Regions from separate parts of the Mus musculus genome. Here all the other regions are linked to region 2. Evidence: chromatin contacts called from public HiChIP or PLAC-seq data. All regions are on one chromosome and are shown on one strand. The core of a region is the stretch at or near the end of the contact, and the rest is flanking DNA. Distances in the headings are between cores, read along the strand shown.

Evidence for each region. HiChIP or PLAC-seq counts read pairs in DNA pulled down with a chosen protein or histone mark.
Region 1: an H3K4me3 HiChIP or PLAC-seq map of bone marrow-derived macrophages shows a contact between it and region 2, with 2.4 times the contacts expected there. The contact joins the promoter of Lclat1 here to the enhancer-like site in region 2. A contact is called at or near these places in 2 of 39 promoter capture datasets (liver and pre-B cells), 1 of 15 datasets of contacts at CTCF or cohesin (the NIH/3T3 cell line), 17 of 484 Hi-C or Micro-C datasets (B cells, CD8 T cells, the HL-1 cell line and 10 more), 9 of 115 datasets of contacts at active chromatin or transcription factors (the 230-238 cell line, bone marrow-derived dendritic cells, bone marrow-derived macrophages and 5 more) and 1 of 9 other capture datasets (adipose tissue).
Region 3: a contact with region 2 is called in an H3K4me3 HiChIP or PLAC-seq map of bone marrow-derived macrophages, with 4 times the contacts expected there. The contact joins two enhancer-like sites. A contact is called at or near these places in 1 of 15 datasets of contacts at CTCF or cohesin (the NIH/3T3 cell line), 24 of 484 Hi-C or Micro-C datasets (the 63-12 cell line, B cells, CD4 T cells and 18 more) and 10 of 115 datasets of contacts at active chromatin or transcription factors (the 230-238 cell line, CD8 T cells, the HPC-7 cell line and 7 more).

What each region holds. Positions count from the first base shown.
Region 1 is chr17:73,105,736-73,110,127 of GRCm38.p6, reverse strand. It overlaps Lclat1 (lysocardiolipin acyltransferase 1), which reads right to left and starts at 2,143. Exons shown (of 6, transcript NM_001177967.1): 1 at 1,972-2,143.
Region 2 is chr17:73,024,829-73,029,214 of GRCm38.p6, reverse strand. Gm41615 (a long non-coding RNA gene) reads left to right here. Exons shown (of 3, transcript XR_876939.3): 3 at 1,089-1,248. Among named protein-coding and RNA genes, the nearest start is that of Gm30420, 2.9 kb to the right of the region's middle. Within about 2 kb of position 1,859, at least 14 of the 459 cell types and tissues checked have an H3K27ac peak or open chromatin away from gene starts, as enhancers often do. A contact at or near this core is called in bone marrow-derived dendritic cells, bone marrow-derived macrophages and granulocyte-monocyte progenitors, where this site is marked.
Region 3 is chr17:72,936,283-72,940,620 of GRCm38.p6, reverse strand. It overlaps Lbh (limb-bud and heart), which reads right to left. Exons shown (of 3, transcript NM_029999.4): 3 at 1-1,365. The coding sequence ends at 1,177. Among named protein-coding and RNA genes, the nearest start is that of Lbh, 20 kb to the right of the region's middle. Within about 2 kb of position 1,595, at least 91 of the 459 cell types and tissues checked have an H3K27ac peak or open chromatin away from gene starts, as enhancers often do. A contact at or near this core is called in bone marrow-derived macrophages, where this site is marked.

The DNA of each region.
Region 1 (4,392 bases), core at 894-3,393, 81 kb before region 2:
CAGGGCTCCCAATGGAGGAGCTAGAGAAAGTGCCCAAGGAGCTAAAGGGATCTGCAACCCTATAGGTGGAACAACATTATGAACTAACCAGTACCCCGGAACTCTTGACTCTAGCTGCATATGTATCAAAAGATGGCCTAGTCGGCCATCACTGGAAAGAGAGGCCCATTGGACACACAAACTTTATATACCCCAGTACAGGGGAACACCAAGGCCAAAAAAATGGGAATGGGTGGGTAGGGAAGTGGGGGGGGAGTAGGGGGGACTTTTGGGATAGCATTGGAAATGTAATTGAGGAAAATACATAATAATAAAAAAGAAAGAAAGAAAGAAGAAGAAGCAGAAGCAGCAGCCACCTAGTTACCACTACATATAACCTCAATCCTAGGCCAAACTGACTCTATCTCCCCAGATTCAGTTTGAAAGAGTCCCTCCTAACGTATGCAGGAGCCAACCTCTTTAGACCTGGTGGGAACATTTGCTCAAATTAAAGCCACGTGGAAACCACAGTGCAAGATACTCGGGGCACCCCTGAGACAGAAGCTATTAGGACTGAAGCTAAGTGCTCTGTGTCTTTTCAATTCCTTTACTAAATCAAAAACACCTAAGTCTAAGGCCTGGCGTGATAGCTCAATGGTTTAAAGCACTTACTCCTCTTTTAAGGGAGCAGGGTTGGGTTCCCCACACCCACATTAGGTGACTCAAAAACCATCTGAAACTCCAGCTCCAGTGTCACCACACTGTGTGGTGAATATAAACTCATGCAGCCTCGCATACACAAATACAAATTTTTTAATACATGAATTTTGCAAAGTCTTTCATCAAAATAGTATTTTAAAAAGTAGCCCATCCAACTCTTTAAACTTTTTGTGACAGGGGGTTTCTTTCCCGAAACACGTGATGGGTATGAATGGGAAGCATTTTATCTTGGTAAGGCCTTCACCAATTTCTTTTTCAATACTTTCCTTGGACTTAACTGAATGTAAAACTCAGCTCTGTCTACATCCAATCAGAGGCGACTAAGCCTTCAGGCAAGAACCAGGAAACAAAACAGCTCCACAACCACAAAGAAACACCTTATGCCTTGTCTTTATTGCTTCTGGTCAAACATAATCTTAGATGTTAAGATACAACTTGAGAAGCCGGGCGTGGTGGAGCACGCCTTTAATCACAGCATTTCGGAGGCAGAGGCAGATTTCTGAGTTTGAGGCCAGCCTGGTCTACATAGTGATACAAAGTGACAGCCAGGACTATACAGAGAAACACTGTCTCGAAAAAAAAAACAAAAACAAAAACAAACAAAAAAAGAACAACAAAAAAGATACAACCTGAGAGACCAAACCTGCCAGGTGGGCGTGGTGAAGCACGCCTGTTATCGCACCAATACAAGGGCAGAGGCAAGGACCATGAGAGGCCAGCCCTTAGCTAGAGCGAATGCCAATAAAAAGGAAAATTGGACTCGAAGTCAGCCTTCAATGTGGCCTATCGTTCTTTCTGTGGCACTGCCACCTAGACCTAGGGCACACCTCTGTCACCTGCAAGAAACAAACTGCTTGAACCCTGAAAAACTCTCTTGTGGGCCGTTCACGTGGCGACCCCTGGAAAGCCTTGTGCTCCTGGAATCTGGACCCTGACACACCGTAGGCGGTGTAGGGGGACCCGGCAGCTCCCGGGTTTCACCGAGGTGTGGTGTGGACAGGAAGGTGAGCACAGAAGGGGCACCCGACGCTCCTCGCCCCCGCATCCTGATCAGCTCTGGAGGCTTCGGCCTCCCTCCCAAGAGCCGATCGCCCTAAGCCCTCCACCCAATTCCCGCCAGTGTCCGTCCCCCAGGGCCCACCCGAGGAGGCCTGCTCCGGGGAAAAGCCGCCGAGCCGCAGCTCTCCATCCGCCCACTCGGGAAAAAAAAATCCCTTGGCTGCCGCCATGTTCCCGCGCCGAAGCCCACACCTGACACCGCGGGCCGCGCACCTGGGACACACCGGGGGAAACGCGCGACGTCGCGGGGACACTGGGGCGAGACAGCGACTCCACGGGGGTCACAACCTGGGAGAAGAACCCGCCGCTAATTCATCCCGAAGCGGGGAGGCGTCGAGCCCCGTCGCCTTAGTAATGCGTCCCTCCGGGCTCCACCCTGATTGGCTCCTGGCGCAGTGACGCAAGGCGTCTCCGGCTGCGTGGGAAGCCCTTGAACCGGGCGCTCCGCCCCTGCTCCGCAGTGGGGAGAGACCCCGGGCGTCGTCTAAGCTCCTTTAAAGGAACCGCGCCCCAGATCAGTGTGGCCAGGCGCAGATGCCTGCCAAAGCTGGTAGGGGTAGAGGAGCAAGAAACCAAAAATGAGAACTCAAGCGGTGGTCTCCGGGGAATCTAGTGGTTGCGTAGGGGGATGGCAAAGCTAGAGCACTCATTTGCAAGCCTAACGTTTACGTCAGGAATCAAAGGGCAATTTAGTATCCAGCCAATTCTAGAGCCTGAGTTTCTGCTGGCACAAAACTCAAGACACCTTCAACGCCTGAGGTTACCTCATGGAAAATAAATCGGAGGCAATCATTTACAACTCTTACTTTCTTGCCTCATGTAAAGAGCAAATGATCACGCAGTCAGTTCTAGAGCCAGGTTCCTGATGGTGTAAAACTAAACGCACCTTCATTCAACCCCTAAAGTTGCAGGATGGAAAACGCAGAGACACTAAATGACAAGCGTTATTTTCTTGCCCCAAGTCAAAAAGCAACTCCAGGTTCTGTGGTGCGCAACTGTTGCTAATTCGCAGTGTTTGCTCAAGTCTCAACGTTTCCTCTTCTGGATGGCCCAATCAGTTTTTATGTTGCTGTCGGGTTTTTGTCGTTGTTGTTGTTGTTGTTTGGTTTTTTGGGTTTTTTTTTTTTTTCTGTTTGTTGGTTTTTTTGGTTTTTTTTTTTTTTTCTGTTTGTTGGTTTTTTGGGTTTTTTTTTTTTTTTTTAAGTTTGGTTTGGTTTGGTTTGGTTTTGTAGGACACTCTTTTGGAAAGGTCTTTGTGCCTTTCTACAGTGTTGGATCTGGCTCCAAACCTACCAGACTAAGCACCTGGATGCTAGAGACTGGTTAATTTAACCTCTTTGCGTTTCCCCTGCACAATACCTTCTTGCTGACTTTTAACAGATAATAGACATCTTTAAAAATATGAAATGTCCACACATAGCCGACAGAGCCTTTCAACAGCTTTTCATTTATGTTTATTCATTTAATCTGTTTATTTAACATGAAACAGAGAGAAATGAATTTTTAAGTTCAGGGTAGCCTTGTGTGGTAGTACATGCCTGTAGTCCCAGCAGTCCCCATAACAGAGCCAGGAGACTGCCTCTGCAAGACTCTAAATTTTAAAAAACAAATGCAAGGTGCCTTCGCGCTCAGAGCCAGCGTTACCTCTCCTTTACCTTTATTCAATACTTAAGTGTTTGAGATGTGCCACAATTGTATTAGAAAACAGAAAATACAACGAAGGAAAAAAAGCAGCACAAAAATGCAGTTATCCCTCAGAGGTTGAACGGACCTCACTTTTGTCTCTAAACTCAAGAGTTCTGGGAAAATCTTAGGAATTTTAAGGCTTGTCATTGTTTTGAACTTAACATGGGGATCCCCCAGAACCTCTCAAGAATGCACCGCTGTGAGTTCTCTGAGGATTTAAAGAGTCTATACATAGCCTTCCCTCTACTAGAGATTCCTCTTTTGTTCTAATGGATTAAAGGAGAGTAGTGAAGAAAGATGGATACCCGAGACTCCAGGATAGCCCCCTCAACTTAGATCCTTTAACCAACATTTCTCAACATAAAAATAAATCAGAGTACTTTTCTTTCCCCAGTCTGTAGTTATTTAAGACACAAAAAAGGGGGGGGGGGCTAGGCAGTGGTGGCTCACAACTTTAATTCCAGAATTGGAGAGGCAGAAACAGGCAGATCTCTGTGAGTTCCAAGCCAGCCTGATCTATAGCATATAAGAGACTTTGGAAAAGGACTGAAGAAGAAGAAACGTGGGTCCTCATGTACAGCAGTCTCTCCTTCAGTCCTTGCAGCCTAAGAGTCCTCTCAGGTCTTGAAATTGAGCAGCAGATTAGAATTTTCTACTGGGGTGACGTCTGAACCCACTTTTTCACTTATCGCTCATCAGCTCAGACTATATATTATACAGTACCATTATCGTCTGCCCACATACCCCCTGCCTAAAGAAAAGGATGCTATGTTCCATCAGCCATCTTCAGAAGGTCAGGTCAAGATCCCTGGATGCCACTTCAACCTTGCCATCCATTATGGTAATTAGATTGTCACTGCTTCTCAGAACTGTCTCGGCTCCTCTGGCATCTTTCATTCCCCGATGCGACTATTATAAATAACAACAGTCCCATTAGACATGTCCTGC
Region 2 (4,386 bases), core at 610-3,109:
TTTATAGAAATGTGGGCCTAACAGGAGACCCCAGAAGGTGTAGCTTAGAAATAACAAAGCCAGAGGGAGTTTAGAAAGACACCATATCTTTATTCCTTTATTTTGCTAGTGAAGAACCTGAGCCCAGAGAGGGCCAAGAGTCCCAGAATAACTGAGCAGTAGAATCCAGAAAACCCATGTTGGGAGCTGCTCCCCCCAAGTCCTTCTCAGGGGGCCTCTCATCCCTCTCGGTCACTTCTCCATGGGCCTCTCTCCCAGCTATGCTCTCACTCGTAGCCACAGCTTGTAACCAGTCCTCTCCAAGCTCAGGCCCAAGTCTCTCAGGTTGTATCTGTGACATGCAGCAGATAGTGACAGGACAGGGAATAGAGCAGCCAGGGCTAAAGGGGACAGCTTGATGGGGAGATCTATGGGTATCTCCTATAAAGTGACCTCTTGGCCCCAGAACAAAGTGCTTCTCTAAAACACCATGGATCATGGCTTGTGGGAGACTACATGACACATGCCGGAGATTCTTTTCAAGCCACAATAACTTTGGATCCGTGGCAGCAAGTCTGTCTACTGGGCCCAGACAGCACCCTCCAGGCTATGGTTGTGAGGGAAGGAGATCTCGGGCTTTGCTCGGTTAGGAGCACTGCCTACCAAGATACCTCTCCAAACACAGAAAGCTCAAGGGAACAGCTGGTAAGGACTCCCTGCCCTAATGAGTCAACTCTAAGTCGACAAGTACCCTTACAAAGAGGGCAAAACCCAGCACTGAGTTTATGATCCTAGCCGTTATCCAACAGCATTGTCTCTAATCCTCTGGAAGACAGGAGTTCACTACCTACTTCGAAGAGATGAGAAAATGAAGTCAAGAAAGGCTAAGTACCTTAGTTATGGTTACTATTGCTGTGCTAACACAATGACCAAAAGTAACTTGAGGAGGAAAGGGTTTATTTGGCTTACACTGTCCATCATCAAAGGAAGTCAGGGCAGGAACTCAAGCAGGGCCGGAACCTGAAGGCAGGAACTGATTCAGAGGTCATGGAGGGGTGCTGCTTACTGGATTGCTCCTCATGGCTTGCTCAGCCTGCTTTTTTTTATAGAACCCAGGACTACCAGCCCAGGGATGGAAACACCTACAATGGATTGGGCTCTCCCCTACTGATCACAAATTAAGAAAATGCCCTATAGGCTTACTACAACTTTATCTTATAGAGGTATTTTATTCTTCTCTCCCTCCCTCTATCTGTTTTCCTTCCTTCCTCTCTCTTTCTTTCTTTCTTTCTTTCCTCTCTCTCTCTCACACACACACTCTCTCTCACTCTCTTTCCTTCTTCTGTTTGTTTGTTTGCTTGTTTGTTTGTTTTTCAAGACAGGGTTTCTCTCTGTAGCCCTGGCTGTCCTGGAATTAGCTCTGTAGACCAGGCTAGCATCACACTCACAGAGATCCACATGCCTTTGCCTTTCTAGTGCTGGGATTAAAGGCATCACCCAGCTATGGGGGTGGGGGTGGGGTTAAGCTGAAAGTCCCTTTCAGATAATGTTAGCTTGTGTCAAGTTGACATAAAACTGCCCAGCACACTAAGGGATTTGGTGAAGGTTACACAGTATTTAAGAGGGGTCCTGGGATTAGAATGCAGAAATGTCTTACTCAATGGGCCCTGACCTTTCAAGGTAGCTGTGATGTGTCTTTAGCTGCAAAGGAGCTCAGGGCCATGCTTCATGGCTTACCCAAGTCTCTCCTAGGAGTTTCTTTCCTAGACTTCCTTCTCATGAAAGTCTGGCTCAAAGGGAAGGGATTGTGCACAGTGTGATCTGTCCCAGAGTCACGCATTTGTTTCAGCTCTGGCCACATTGTCTAACCAACCACTTCTTTCCCAAGGAGGCTGTTCTTTAGACAGAAACTGGAACTGAATCTCAGGATCTACCGTTAGCCTGTTTCTGCTGCTGCAGAAGTTTCCAAGCCGTGTAATTATGAAATAGAGAGACAGCGTTCTCACGCTCCAGAGGTAGGACTGTCCAAGACCCAGGCACCAGTACATAAGGCCTTCTTCCTTCATCATAGCATGGCAGAGGGCCCATCACATAGCAACAGAAAAATTGTAATAACACTGTTGTCCTTATATGATCACCATTGGAGGTGGTGTCTCACTAATAAGATTTAATTTAACCCTGACTACCCCACCAATGTCTTCCTCCAAGCAGAATCAACATATGACATGAACACATGACTTGTGTGGGATTTTCTTTTTCTTTCTTTTTGTCCAGAGGAGGTCTCACTGGGCCACCCAGGCTGGTATTGAACTCCTGATCTTCCTGTCTCAGCCTCCAAAGGGCTGAGATTACAGGATGTGTCATCATTTCTGCCCGCAACATATGAACTTGGAAGAGATACATGTGATATGGAACCCACACTCTCTCAGTGATGTTCTAAGTTGTGACTGTAGCAGCCCCCAACTGGGAGCAGAACTCAGTGCAGGCTGATCACCTGTGAGCAGAGCCTCACTTAATCCAATAACGCCCAAGACCAAGTTAATACTCCCTGACGTTCATGACCTGTCAGTCAGTACTGAGCCCACACAATTAGCCAGCCATGATGAACAATTTCTTAAAGGAACTGTGCTAGTAGTTTTACATAACCCAGCCAAGTCATTCTTCTAGTCTTACATGGTGAGTTTCTGGATCCTAATTTGCTAAAACTGTATTTCGTATGACGTCTGCTAAAATGGTTTATTCTTACTGTCTTCGCAACCGTTATTTCTATTGTCTTCTGACCATGACCTAGATATGTTTCAAGGGCTTCGTTATAGGATTAAAATCTCTTCCCCTCATGTTCTCCCATTTGTCTCTCACACATGAATGTGCACCTAGGCACACACTTGCCAAAGGGAACCTCTACATAGAGGAATCTGAGGGCTGCTTCTCTTCCCACTCCACTCTTTAGGCACTGCCTGTGCTTGGAGTGGAGACTCTGAGGATATAGAAGGCCTGGCTATTGGACCAGGGCAGGGAAAATCCCTGTTGTCCTCTCCAGGTATCTCCTGCTCTCTGAAGGGTGACAGTGTCCTGCAGTGGTGAAGAGGCAGCCAGCCCTGTTCTGAATTAGTCCTGACTCAGAGCTGCGTGTGGTCCCCTGCTACATCCTGTTATGAAGGATGCTGGTCTCTGTTTCCATGAGCCTGCTCTCATTCCCTGTATTTCCTGTATCTGACAGGGAAGAAAGTCGGATACAGGAAATAGCTCTGGGGTTGAGAGAATCACCTGGCTTTTGCCTCTTTCTGGTGTGATGGCTTCTCGGGGCCTCTGTCAGGCCCATAGGAGTACTATGTGGTAGTGAGGACCCACCAGCCTGTGAAGCAGCCATCATGGTCAATGCCAGAGATCAAAGGAAGAGGTCATTTTGGTGGCATTAAAAATGAATACAGTGGTTATTTCAAAACTCTTTTGCTGGAGTTAAGAAGCAAAAATGTTGGATTTTACCTAGCCTTCCTCCTTTATGCTAATTCCCTAGTCCAGTGGCTTTTGCTGGCTATTGACTGTAGCCCAGAGACATTTTATTTTCCATACAAGGTTTGCATGCTTAGAGTAAAACATGCAACTGAAAGGGGCCAGGGAAATGGGTATTTGCATAAGCTCTATGTTCTATTGGATTCAATTTCATTTCTTTAATACTTTTGGCTATTGCTCATTTACTGAGCTCAGTGATCCACTACTGGCAGGTAGCACCCACAGTTTTGTTGTTGTTGTTGTTTAGTTTTTTTGTTTTTTTTTTTTTTTTTTTTTGAGACAGGGTTTCTCTGTATAGCCCTGGCTGTCCTGGAACTCACTTTGTAGACCAGGCTGGCCTCGAACTCAGAAATCCTCCTGCCTCTGCCTCCTGAGTGTTGGGATTAAAGGCGTACGCCACCATGCCCGGCTTGCACCCACAGTTTGAAGCCACGTCCTTCCTTCTTTCCCTTGGTGTTGTCACTATCCCATTCTATGGCCTGGGACCATCTAGATTATATAGATTTTTGAGTCTGTCCATCCATAAGAAGGGGCTTGGTTAACAGCCTCTGATGCCCAGAACTTCTGTGATTTGAACTTCTTTCTTCCTTTTGAAAGAGCCACCGGTAGTGTCTCCCAAGCCAGTCCTGATTGAAATCCAGAGTCTGAAACAAAGAGCTCTAAACCCTCTACTGACCTGGGTATTGCATTAAGAGAAGACAAACCTTAGGGGTGGATATGGGAACTCCCGGCTCCCTACAAAATCAGCTGCGCAACTTTGCGGTGTCCCAGTGCCGCCATTTTCTTATCCTATGAGGCTAGACAAAACAAACGAAAAGTTGTTCCACTGTTCATCTGGTTTCAAGGTCCTTGGTGACCAAAACACCTGTGTAATCATCACCTTTTTCTGTCTTC
Region 3 (4,338 bases), core at 346-2,845, 88 kb after region 2:
CACTGGAGGGCTGATTCCCACATGGGAATCAATGCGGCACCACCCAGGCCCCTGCATGGAAGCCCGCTAGCCAGCTTCCCAACCAAGAAGCACACTCTGCTTTTAGCGCCCATGGAAGCCGGGCTGGGAAACCCATTGGAGTGGCCCTGCTGCAGGTCAGATGAACAGTGACAGGCCACAGCATAGCTGGGGACCGTCCACCTGACTGCTGTGGCCAAAGGAGAAAGGAAGGGCAGGCCTGAGAAAGCCGACACTTCTACCCTCCTGCTCCATAGAGATTACATAAGAATTCTTGGGAGATCCACCGTGGGAGGAGGCACTCCCTATTCAGGCTGCAGCCTTGGAGTGCCTCACAAGGGCAGGAAGTGCTCTGGCTGTTCCCCTTATATACTGGGAGGCAGAAGGGGGTAAATAGGGAGAAAAACTCAAAAGTACTATGTCTTAAAGCCTCCCAGGTCCCTGGGGACTCTGACAGCCTGAAGCATCTGGGGAATGGTGGTGGAGTCTTCCTTTCCTCTGTATCCCTCCATCTGGCTTCCTAGGCAGTTTACCTGGCCCGACTTCTCTGTGGGTGACCAAACACACTTGAAATGAAAACAAAGGCTGGTGGCTGTGAGCAACAGAGCAGGAGATAAGGACTTGGTTGTCAGATGCCCCAGTAGCCAGGACAAATGCTGGAAAGAGCAGCACTTCCTGGCTGTAGTTCTCTTTAAAAGTGTAGAGTTTGTTTTGTTTTGTTTTGTTGTTGTTGTTGTTCTTCTTCTAATCCAAAATCTTTCTTGCTCATTTGCTCACCCCCTCAGCCCGAACTGCACCCCCCCCCACACACACACATGTGCACGCACTGCCTCTGGCACTAGAGTTCAGATAGGGATCTTCGAAGCAGCACCCCTTCCCCCCACCCCCCCCTCCACCCCTGTTCTCAGCAACTTCCTTTCTCAGCCTTGCAAGTTGTCAGAGGGCTCCATTGCTCAACGAATTTAAAAACAAACCAAAAAAAAAAAAAAAAAAAAAAAAGAAGAAGAAAAGAAAACCGACTCGGTGATTTTCAGGTGCAAAACGGAAGCCTCGTTTGACATTTTCACAATGACTGTGGCTCATTCTCTTCTTCCATCACCATGGGAAAAACAGTTCAGGTGTGCTGGCTGGCATGACCCAGGCGAGCCTGCGTGGACTCTACTGGTCCTTCTTTTCATTTGTTGTCTCTTCACAGTTGTCTTGCTCATCCTCCTGGACCAGGAATTCCTCAGGAGGCCACCGGAGCTCCCCGCTTTCCACCTCCCCTTCAGTGGGTTCCACCACTATGGAGGGCAGGCGGTCCTTCAGCTTGCAGCAACGGTCAAAGTCTGATGGGTCCGGAAAGATCTGAAAATTTAAAGAACAACGCAGACATCTGGTCATATATACATCTGAAAGAGAAACGTGTTTCTTTCTTTACACACACACACACACACAGAGAGAGAGAGAGAGAGAGAAAGAGAGAGAGAGAGAGAGAGAACACTGGCTGTCTTCCAAGGATTATGTTCTGCCTTCTAAACACTGTGGGTGTAAGACAGAATCCAGGGGAATACGTTCTAGAGAAAACTATCTCTAAGCCAGATTTTTTTTCCCAATCCTAAAGCTAAAATTTTGTGGACCATACCACTGAACAAGAGGGTGGGTGTAACTCTGTTTCTAGTGCTTTACTTCTAGATAAAAGAATAAAAAAAGATCACGTTTCTCACGGTATGCCGGGCTTTGCTTTGGAATAAGCAAGCAGTTAATGCCTGCAATCCACACCATACAGCAGGCGCTAAAACATTACATTTCTGCCAGAATAATTATTGGTGCCCAGAAGAAATAAACAACCAAATCGTTCATCGTTTTAAACTAACACAGTCAAAAATCAAGTGTTGTTCGGGTTATGTTAAAAGTCCCAGGCTTGGGCAAACTAGTCATCTAGGCCCTTCTAGCCTGGACGGAACTAAGGCTCAACCTCAGGTGTGCTTGCTCCCATGCTCCTGTGTCACCTGCCTTTTGGATCTCATCGCAACTGCCAAGTCTAAGCCAGATCCAGATCCAGTCAAGGCCTCCAGTCACAAGCTGCCTGGGAAAAGCATCCACAGTGCCTTCCCTTTTCACCTGTGAGCGAGTCCTGGCTTCTTGCCATCAGTACACCTGGAAGACTCCAATCTCCTCCCAGAGTCCCGTGGAAGAGGCCCCAGTCCACTTATGTGGGTCCTTCCCAGTGCTGACCGAAACACTGAGCCAGGCTATAAAACTAGGGGCCAAGTCTGGCTTTGCTTTGCACATACTGCCCTGTGACTACAGCTGACCCAATTCTTTGCCCAGTAGCTAAGCACTTAATCCACCGAGCTGCTGGTCCCTTGCCATTCATAGCCCTCAGTGACACGCCCAAGAGGAGAGAGGAGCTCTGGTCTGGGAAATCTGGGGCTCACCAGATCACTGACACTTGGCACCTTCAAGGCCATCTCCTCCCACCTCTCTGTCTGACAGACAGGAAACCCAGGCCCCAGAGGGGGAAAGGGGACTTCACTGAAGGTCACACAGTCTGTTCAAATTCAAGTGGATGGAAACAGGCGTTGGGAGAAATCCTGGAAACTTGCCTGTTTTGCTGTACTCGGAGGGCAGAAGAAATGCTTATCCCACCGAACATCTGAGGTCTCCCAGGGTGTCTGATCTCCTAGATGCACTCGGAAGCCCGCGTGGGGCTTCTGAGAATCACGGGCCTCACAAATCGTCCCAATCCCTACAGACCAGTGATTATTAACCATTTATCCAATAAAGGCCTATTGCTTGGGATTAAGCCTTAAGCCAGCTGCAGGAGTACGCATCATTAAAGACTTAAAAGGGCTCATAAAATGTATCGTAATAGCTGCCAGAAGGAAAACAAACCAGGGAGGGGCTGGACCCAGGCGGGTCAGAGAGGTCTGGAGAAACTGGCCACCATGTCCTGTCACACTACCCGCTCTGATGTTTGCCCTTGTTGACTTGGTGGCGGGTTCACACTAATGAGTGTGAGCGGAAAGTGGATCAGCTAGGTTGGGGGGGGGGTCGTTTACTTGCTTTTATGGAGCTGAGCCCCTTCCTGAAGGTGAGGACATAAGGCATCTTCCAAGCATGAGCTCTGAGGTGTGATGCAGGGGCTCCCCGATGATGAAAGCACTCTTTAGTTTACAAAGCTCTATCAGATAGGACTTCACCGAGACAGCACTACCACCCCGGGGTTAGCAAGCATCCGGGACCCTGAAGGTCAAAAGGCAGAGCTAGCATTCAGATCTCATTCTGAACTAGGTAGGATAGACCCAGGATACACATGACCTCTCAAGCCACAGACTATCACAAAGGACTCGGGCAACCCAGGCCGGCAGAAGCAGAGCAACTGATTTTACTATGAGTTAGCAAAGCGATGCTTGTGTTGTATGGAAGACAGTGCTGATGAGCCCAGCCATAGCAGAGCAGAGCCTCTGTCTCCATGATAACAGTATAAAGTAGATAGCTGTACATTCCTAAGGGGGGGGGGGAAGAAGAAGAAGAAGGAGGAGGAGGAGGAGGAGGAGGAGGAGGAGGAGGAGGAGGAGGAAGAGGCTACATTCCTAGAAATCAGCTGCTCCTGGACCCAGATGTCTAAAGGACCCGGATGTCCATTCCTTTGAGGACATAGGGCTAAGGCACTGGCTCTGGATTCGTATTATTCCCTTGACATCCACTGCATGACCCCTGTCAAGGCCTCTCAAGCTCCCCCACCCCCCCACCCCCCCACCCCCGCTCAGTTTCTCCTCCAGAGAAATGAAATGGCCTTCTTATCACACAAGATGGCGTCCAAGTTCTTGGCCAACACAGAAGTAATACAATGCTTGAGGGCAGAAACAAAATTCAAACAACAATGTCTTCTTTGCAATGGCCCCCTCAGATGCAGCGTTAGTTTCCATGCTCCAAGCGTGAAGCCATCCTTCTAACACAGTCATGAAAACAATATCCACCAATGGCTTTCATACCAAAAGCTCCACAGCCAAGTCTTTTAAGTCCTCCGTAGGGGGTGGGGGTGGGGGAGCAATCTGAGCATTGAGAGTCTGATACTGTGGTACTTGCCAAAGACCTTTGCACTGTGACCTACTCAAAGCAGGAACCATTAAAGAGAAAAAGTTATTTTTACAAGTCATTGTATTTGTAAAAAAAAAAAAAATCACTATAATAATTGATATACCCCTTCCATCAGAGATTTTCTTTCATTATCAGATCACAAAGATTTGTGCTTCTGAGAACCATAGCTCTCTCCAAAAAATAAAAAAACAAACAACAACAGAACACGTCCTGCACCAAAACAGCCTCTTTTGT